2 separate regions of the Zea mays genome follow, and region 2 is linked to region 1. Evidence: chromatin contacts called from public Hi-C data. All regions are on one chromosome and are shown on one strand. Each heading gives the region's core, a stretch centred on a gene start, on an enhancer-like site or on the middle of the called end of the contact. The rest is flanking DNA. Distances are from core to core; before and after follow the strand shown.

Region 1 (4,418 bases), core at 187-2,686:
ATTTTCCATTTATTTTTCGTGTGGGTAAACACTGATCTCATTGACAAACATCTAGAAAAAATGACATCCGCTCGACGTCTCTAGAAAGCGCGGCGTCGTGACCTTCTCGTCCGCGATGAAGAATGGTGGCACAGGGAAGTGAGGACCGGACAACGGGAGCAGGAGCCACACCAATGACCGGACGCTCCCGCAAGCCGCCTGTTGTACCCAGAAAGCACGACGCGGTAGCCTGCTCGTCCGCGATGAGGACCGGCGGCGCAGGAGACTGAGGGCCAGATTATGGGAGCAGGAGCCACGCCGAGGATCGGACAGATCGGAGCTAGCGAGGCATGGGTGGCCGCAACCGCTATCTCGTCAAGACGCGGAAGAGCCATGCCGACTCCATGATTCTTAAAGTGCGACGGGAACGACTATTATTTTCTCGAGCTCATGGTGAAGAACCAGTGACCATAGCGTAGCTGGATGACCAACGCGAGTATGCGACATTGGGAAGGGATCAAGGGAGTGAAAGAGGGGAGAAAAGAATGAGTATTACCTTCAGAACGACCGCCAGGAAAGAAGCGGAGACACTGAGGTTGCTTGTCGTGTTCGTCAACTGAGCAACATTCTAGAGAACGCGAGGCTCCCAAGGATGGCAGACGAAGGATCGTGTTTGAGGCGCTACCAGCTAGCCTCTGCCAGGCAGGCAAATAAGACGGAGCAGTGAACAACAGCTGGATGGCAGGATTTGCATTATGGAGAAGCAATCGGACGACAAAGGAATTCTGAATGACATGGCCTAGCTAGTTTGCAAGCAAAGGTCCCTGGTTTAATATATAGGAATAATTACTTCATATGTTATTAATGTAAAACAATATCACGTATACAATTAATAGATGTAAGAAATCATTATGTGTACATCAAAATAAACACATTTATACAATAAATATCTCTTGACAATATAATTATTTATTTTTATTATTAGCTATTACATAAAAAACATCGTGCGGTAAACTGGAATAGGGAATACTTCTCCATCTCTATCTTGTATATCCATTGAGGAAGATTTTTTTTATGTTTACATCTTATTTACATCATGTGAAAGGAATTTTTTTTCTATCTCTATTCTCTAACAGAGCGCTGGAATCGGAGACAGGGTCGCCATTGTCATGACTCACTCATGGCTCATGGGGTGCTACCGTGCTAGGTGCTTACTGCCTCGCCTCGGCGGCTCGGCCTACCTTCCCGGGTGCGGGTATCCTCGCTCCCCAACCCGCTCCACCAGTCCATCATCACCCACGGCCCACCCCGCGCTTCTCGGATTCCAGCTGTTCCCTCGGATCCTTTGCCCGTCCCATGGCAACGCCTAGGTGGCTGTGGCTGCCATGATGGGCGCTCTCGCCACGCCACCCCGCCACCCCGCCATGTGCGTGCCGCTTTTGACAGAAGAGGACGAGGCAGATCTCCAGTCCCCGGCCCTCCGTCCCCTCCTCCTGCGAAGGCTCCTCCAGCACCACTAGCTAGAGCTAACCCCGTGCTGCTGCTGCTGCTACTACCTGCTGCCGCGCGCCGTTCGTTGCCGTGCGGGCGTGTTGTGGTCCGCTGATCTCGTTCGCGGGACGCCGGGGGGTGGTGGTGGTGGCAGCGGTGGTTGGTGGTGCGCGGCGTGAAAGAAAGAAAGAAAAAAAAAAGGCCCGCCGCTTTGCGCTGCTCTGCTTCCGTAGGTGTCACGAGATTTGGCCCTAGCCTTTCGCTTTCCTTTTTCATCTCGCTCACAAGGGAAGGGACCGAGGGACGAGGGAGACGTTGGGGAGGGGAGCGAGCGAGCCGTAACATCCGAGCTGTTCCAATGGCGACCCCTGCCGTTGCTTTCGTCGCCAGCGCTTTGTTGGGGCGGTGGTAGCGCTAGGAGCGGAGCAGTACTAGGTTGGTAGGTGGTTGTAGCTTTGCGCGTGACCCGAGCGCGCGCTCGCTCGCTCCTGTGCCTCTCTACCTCGCTTGCGTGCGCCGGGAAGGCAGTGGGTGGCTGGTCGGTTCTCGCAAGAGGTTGCTGGTGCTGTTCCTCCTCCCCCGGTTGATGAGCATGGGGCATTGCTCCGAGCAGCGGACGGGGTTCGAGGTGACTAAGGACTGGAACGGCGCCGACCAGTTCGCGATCCGGTCCCCGCGGGGGGCGTCCGTTCGGGTGAGTAGTCGTCTGCGTCTCTGTTCTTCCTTGTTTTTTTCCTGTTATTTCCGACGGGCGATCGACTCGGCATTTCTGCTCTAGGCAGAAAAAAACTTCTCTCGGTCTGATTCGAGCGTTGGGTTGTCGGCGCAGGTCTGCCTGCACGGCGGGCAGGTCGTCTCGTGGAGGAACCACCGCGGCGAGGAGCTCCTCTTCAGCAGCAGCAAGGTGAGTTTGTCTCGGCTGCCTATGCTGGCCCGTATCTGTTGCAATGCAGCTTTCTGTTACTCGGGGGGACGAATCGGTGGAGTAACTGTGACCAACTGTGAATGCACTCCCCTGATTACTGTTCTCGTGAATATTTAATACGAGTGTTTATGAAACATTTTTTTGTTTGCTTTTACAATTGTATGTAATTTAGAAAAAGCAAGACTAGTGTCGATGAAATACTTTACCTATCTTATTTCTTGATCACGGAGCCTGTAAATACGAGCTACTTTATGTGACTGGGCAAAACCAATGTCATATCATTGATTCCCTATGTATAGTGGATTGGCAGATTTCTTTTGCAGATATCAGAATCGCCATTCGGACTAGTTATCTGTTACCCTTTTATCCTTATAATACTAGAAAACATTTTTCTCTGTACTTCTGCTTTGGGCATTAGAGAGTTGTTATCAATTATGATGTCCCCTGCTGTGAGACCATAATAGGTTTCAGTTTGCTTATTTTTAACATTGGTTTTTGAATTTTGGCAACTATTGTTATCCATGCAGGCAATCTTCAAGCCGCCAAGAGCGACCCGTGGTGGCATTCCGATATGCTTCCCACAGGTACTGCAGTATTCCTGTTCAGTGTTCACTATATTTTGCGCTAAGACAATATACTGAACATGCATGCAATTCTGCTTTTTGAAGTGAGGACAATATTAATGTTTCAATTTATCAGTTTGGAAACTGTGGAACATTGGAGCAGCATGGATTTGCAAGGAACAAGATATGGACAATAGACGATGAGGCTCCACCTCTAAATTATGGTGATAATAACAGCAACAAAGCTTCTGTTGACCTTCTGCTAAAGCCATCTGAAGATGACCTGAAGTGCTGGCCACACTGGTATGGTGGCTTGTATTCCCTTTGGATTTGGATGTAGAAATTTTGCAGATGGTTATGGTTTATCATAACCTGGCTCTGTGTCATTTTTTCATGGTGTATATAAGGGACTAGCAATGTGTAATAAATTAAAGAAACCACTATTTATTTAGTTCTATCTCTCTCTCTCTCCCAATCATCCATGATCAATTCAAAGGCATGTTGCTTCTTCCATGATTCCTTTCCATGTGCATCTTTTGCTTTAAAAAGGAATCTGAACAGGCTACACGCCTACACCTATTGGGTTGTTCATGGGATGCTCTGTGGACAATAATTCAGTGCTTCTACTCAAAGCTTACTCACTGAGTTTTGCAATGAAAATAATATGTTAGATTTCTTTGAGTACATAGACAACAGATAGTAATGGCTATTTCTTAGCAAGCATACCCATCTGATGAAATTATGTATGCTGTGAACCTGTACCTTCTGCAAATATAATTCAGTCTTTTATAGACAAGGTTATGATTTAAGTGAAAATGTTAGTTAATTTCAATATGGTTGTTCTTTTCCTGATTTGGTTTTACTTTGAATTACAGTTTTGAGTTACGTCTCAGAGTCTCTCTTTCAATGGATGGAGACCTTTCACTGATATCACGGGTCAGAAATGTTAATGGGAAGCCATTCAGTTTCGCATTTGCTTACCATACATACCTTTCTGTTTCTGACATCAGGTATCCCAATTTGGATGGTTAATCCTATTTTATTCAATTGAGTTCCTTCTTAATGCTTAACTTGATGTGATGATTTTCACTCCTTTTTCGGTTAAGTTATTGGTTTATGTCAATACATACTTTAGGTCATCACATTAATGGCTTTTTTCGCATAAGAGGGTTTGAAACTAGTGTGTTTTCCTATGGGGGGAAAATAGAGCTGACTATTAGAATCTTTGATGTTTTCTTGGTTAACACATTTCCTACCAGAAGGCGTACAAACCTTCAAATTTATATGAACCGTTGAAGTGAAATTTGTGCTGTAAATTGACAATGTTCATGCAAATTCAGAATGAAACAACCTAAATTTGACATCAAGTTTTGTTGGGTAGCCTAATTGGTCAGTATACCTTGCTTACAACATTTCTAATTCCAAACATCCGATTGGTCAAATAAGAAATCTGATATGTT
Region 2 (4,859 bases), core at 2,119-4,618, 150 kb before region 1:
AGGGTATCCTCTTATATGTTCCTTGTGACCTCATGCAACACCAAGACAAAAAGGTAAGGGCTCAAAGCTGACCCTTGATGTAGTCCTATTCTAATCAGAAAGTCATTTGTGTCTCCATCATTTGTTCGAACTTTAGTCACAACATTGTTGTACATGTCCTTAATGAGTCCAACATACAGTTAGTACAGAAAATAGGAGATAAGGCAACCCACGGATATATACGGCAGTCTAAGGGGACACAATGTCTAGACTACCAAATATACTCTTAATATCTAGACAACTAAATATACTCTAACACATATGGTAGTCTACAAGACACAATATCTAGATTAGTAAATATACTATAACACGTTAGAATTTTATGTTCGTCCAAAGCCCACCAGCCACCACAACATTCCTTGGTATTTCATTAAACCACCAAAATAGTTCAACATATAGGAGTGCAAATTCGCTTTGAAATATTCATCCTGAAAACATTGATCGAGACTACATCCATAACAAATTCAGCATCATGGACCATCTCTTCCACATACAGCTGCAAGGTTGCAGATAACAGAAACATCTAGTGGCATTGTTACTGAGAGCAGGCAAAGACCTAGTCGTCGGAGCGTTTGGAAGAGAATAAAAGGCAGAAGATAGAGCGAAAACAAGGGAGAATTACGTGAAGTAAGGCGGGTAGTTGAAGAAGGGAGGGAGCCTGAAATCCCCCAGCCTCTGCATCTCCGCAACTGCGCCCACCCAAAATCAGATCCTGCAGCAATTGAAAAAATCAGGTCCTGAAGCAATTGGAATAACGACTCAGAAACATGGATTGGAATATGATCGTTCATAGAGAAGAAAAGGGAAGACCCAGAACGAATCCTCCAAGCAATCTCTCCTTCTCACCTATAGATGAGTAAAACAGTCCAATGCTGACGGATTTGCACTCCTGCACCAGCAGATGTAAGGCATAAGGTGAGGAAGGCAATGGCTACGGTGTGCTGTGGTGGACTGGACTGGAAGGGGACTTAGGATTGCGTCTAGCCCCGCTAGTGGACTGAAATCCAAACCGTAACCATGCCAATCTATACTAACATTCAACAACAAAAAAACAACCCACCCCAACCCAGTCACCATGTACAGAAAACAAGTCGCACCGGATTTTAATGTTACTTCAGCTGGAACCTGAAATGTACCAAACCATTGGCCAAACTGTGGTTACCATCGAGAAACCATTCCCACCCCCCACGTTTTCTGTTCTGCTCATAACCAAACAAGCAGAGTGCTTTGTAAGTTGACAACTAATGAAACAATCCATACAAAGAAAGAGCTGCTGCGCTAAATAAAAAACTAACGAAACTAAAAAGAATCATGGAAATAAGAAAGGTATAAAAAATCCAAGTAAATATGAGAGAAAAATCAGCAAAAAATAAATAGTGAGCAGCCAGTGTATTACACAAACTATATTATTCATACTAACAAGACCTACTATCTGACTAGCTACAGTAACCACCTTTGCTAGAGCTGTCCGGTTGCTACAGTGCCTGGCAACTATTGGTGGCCGACTACTGCTGCTAGCTAGCTTGTCAGCAACAGCGGACTATCTAGAAGTCTAAAGGCTCATCTATACTATCCTAGCACAAGAGCATATATATTAATTCTAACGAGTGCAACGAATGCCGGGGTATTTTGGTGAGCAGCAGTGTGACCTAAAAAAGCAATTTTCCCGAGCTGTGTTGGTGGCCATGGATGCAGATGTCGATGTTCCAATGGAGACGTGGATCTTAGACGGGCACCATCCAAACGATGGAGTTGCATGTGCACAACCACCTAGATACCATGGTGTAGTTTAGCAGGTGTCGAGACCTAAGAGTGGTCGCAACGATGACCAGTGGAGACGGTCAGTGACGGTGGCGCTATGCAGTGCACGCCTACAAGAGACCCCAATGGGAAGTTCCCAAAGCACAGGTGCCCTGGGGCGGAATACGTGCCTCGAGGGTCTAAAGAGTTGCCCCATAGGTAGGAAGAGATGGCCTAGGGGGCAACACAGGAGGTGTCCCAGGGACCGAGGCATGAGGTGCCTCGAGGGGCGAAACAAGTGCCCCGGGGGCTAGAAGAGTTGCCCTAGGGGTCGACACAAGAGGTGCTCCATAGCGGCAGAACAAATGTTTGGGGGCCGGCACACGGAGGTGCCTCAAGGAGCACGAGGTGCCCCAGGGGTCTGAAGAGTTGCCTCGAGGGCCAAAAGAGAAGTTGTCCTAGGGGGCGGCGCGGGAGGTGCCCCAGCAACCAGAACAGGTGCCGGCGACTGAGCGCTGCCTACGGAAGAACTGCTCACAATAGTTGAAACAGTTCAGATGATCCTCGTTTACGTCGTAGGTGGAGAAGGATGGGAACATCGCTGTTCCGTACCCATCGTCCCATAGGGAAAGGTGCTCTCTAGTCTCTACCATATTTCTAGCCCGAGCATGTAGTAAGTTAAACAATTATTTTGGGGTTTTGTGCTATTATTGATTTGCAGCCCACTCTTTCAAGTGATGACGATCGATGTGGAGCTACAAAACCAGGACCATTAATGTAACTAGCATCAACTAGGCAATATTTTTTTACCATGAAGAGAGTTAGCTAAAAATAAACGAGTAAATTATGCACCAGCAAGCGAGCATGGTGAAGGAGTTGTACCCTTAGGTACAACAAAAGCATCTAGGCAAGACATGGCTTCGCGCAAAAAACTTGAATCAGAAGATGAACCCTCCTATACAGGTAGAATATACACAAATTTCAGGCCGGCGAGGCAGCCGAATAGCTGGGTCAGGCGGCCGTACAGGTGGGCGGTGGAGCAGGGCACTTCCTGAAGAGATGGAGCGCGGCAAAGGCGGTGGAGCTCCACCACCGGCGACGCTGCTGCTGGTGCTCGGCGGGTCGACGGGCACCGCGGAGGAGGAACTGATGGGGCGGGCGCTGCGGAGGAGGAACTGCTGGGGCGGGCGCCGCGGAGGAGGGCTTCGGGAGTAGGCAGAGCGCTCGAGTGAGGTCGTGGCGCAAGACGGCGACACGGACGTCGCGGATGAAGCTGCCGCTTGAAGGACGGGTCGTAGTAGGTGACGATTGGTGACCGACGGCGTGCAGGCGCGGCGGCGGCCGGGCACGCGTGCAGAAGCTAGAGCAGTCGAGGGGAGCACGCGCGGGCAAGCTGGAGCGGCCGCAGAGGAGCGGCGTGCAGGCGCGACGGCGGCCGGGAATGCGTGCAAGAGCTGGAGCGGCCTGCGGCGGGAGCGCGCGCAGCGGGAGCTGGAGCGATCGGCCGTGGACGACGGCGGGTGCAGTCGCCGGAGGCGGCGGGTGGGAGAAACCCTAGCTCTGTGCCACGCTGGAGAAGAGGGGGGAAATGATTGCTCAACTATTGCATAGGGTTCAAATAGTAAAAGTACATAAGGTAACTTTGAACTCTAGATTTTAGAGAAATTACACAAGAAACAAAAACTATATATACTACAACATGTCAACATCCGGCGCCCGTAACGTGATCAAAGTTTGTTAAATAAAGTGTTACTCTTTTTCTCTCAAATTTCCTATATTCAAAAAAAAAGTAGAAATTTCCTAACAATCTTTTTTTTTACTTTTAGTCCTCTATACATCACAGAACATCCTAGAATTGAATATCACTCGCCAGTGATGAACTCTAATCATATTTTCGAACACATGGGAAGCAAACATAACGTTGCAATTAGTTCATGTAAGAATCTGGATGATTTAGGAAATTACATGTAATAGCAAGGACAGTTGTCACATATTGGTATATCGCCTGATCGGATGCCTGTATCCGGACGCGAAGGCTCGGGTGGCCCTGGCTGATCTGATACGACATTTTTTTGCGTACGAGTTGATGCAACCAAATGGCTATAAAATGACTTATTTTGCATTCGCTCATGCAGCTTATGTCTCCCTTGTGCAGGCAACTAAACAGGAGCTCAGACACAGTCAACGCATACGGTGGCCCAAGATGAGACGGTGTGGGTAACCAAACATACGGATAGTGTCCTCACGGACCAAATCTGAATCAAATAGACTATCAGATTTACCTGCATATACACATGATTTTTTTAAGGTGTATATTGGCCTGTTTGGTTGTCTGGATGGTGGGTCTGGCTCGTATCTAGGGAACCCGGCTCTTGGTAGTCTGGCTGAGAGCATATAATATCCCTACGTTTGGTTGTCTGTATGAGCTTAGCTTGGCCCATGCGAGATGATGTTTGGTTGCTCGCATAAATGCTTGATGCATGGGCTAAAAGCTATAAAGTTTAATTATATTTTCATGTGATGATGTTGCAATAGTCTATAATATGTCATACAAAGCCTTAACCCACTTTTAATTAAATTAAATTTATTTAATATACACTAATTACATGTTAATCTGTCATTAGGAAAGATTAATGGTCGCACCGGCAGAGCCTGGCTTAGGAGAAACAGCCAATTCCTACGTATCTCGGAAGCCAGACCCAAGAGGAATCTTTGCATCCCGCGAGCCAGGCTGAAGAGACTGATCAGCCAACCAAACAGAAGAAAGCTGCATCTCGTGAGCCGGACCATATGCAGTCAACCAAACGCACCCTATATTTATATATACACATTGCTTCATTCTGCATAACACACAAGCACACGCACACACACCTAAACATTGCTTTGCAGATCTGCAAAAGGTGTTCTTCTGATGTAAACTGCTGGATCTGCAGAAAGTGTTCTTCTGATATGAATCACGCCTTAACCATGACAACGATGAACACAAATCAGACATCCCTCCGTACAGTTCATAATTAAACATGTTAGCTGCTCGCTCATCAAACAGGCCAAACGAAAGCTCACGAATGCACACAACGACA

What was found. A called contact is a pair of places that touch in the nucleus more often than the background predicts.
Region 2: a Hi-C map of leaf shows a contact between it and region 1, with 4 times the contacts expected there. The contact joins the promoter of LOC100283903 here to the promoter of LOC100282738 in region 1. A contact is called at or near these places in 9 of 25 Hi-C or Micro-C datasets (bundle sheath, ear, endosperm and 3 more) and 2 of 3 datasets of contacts at active chromatin or transcription factors (leaf and seedling).

The regions. Positions count from the first base shown.
Region 1 is chr3:217,885,192-217,889,609 of Zm-B73-REFERENCE-NAM-5.0, reverse strand. LOC100282738 (apospory-associated protein C) reads left to right here and starts at 1,436. Exons shown (of 8, transcript NM_001155644.1): 1 at 1,436-2,164; 2 at 2,300-2,374; 3 at 2,923-2,979; 4 at 3,095-3,261; 5 at 3,834-3,968. The coding sequence starts at 2,057.
Region 2 is chr3:218,032,254-218,037,112 of Zm-B73-REFERENCE-NAM-5.0, reverse strand. LOC100283903 (vacuolar protein sorting protein 25) reads right to left here and starts at 3,368. Exons shown (of 9, transcript NM_001156801.3): 1 at 2,805-3,368; 2 at 1,137-1,238; 3 at 886-928; 4 at 662-751. The coding sequence starts at 720.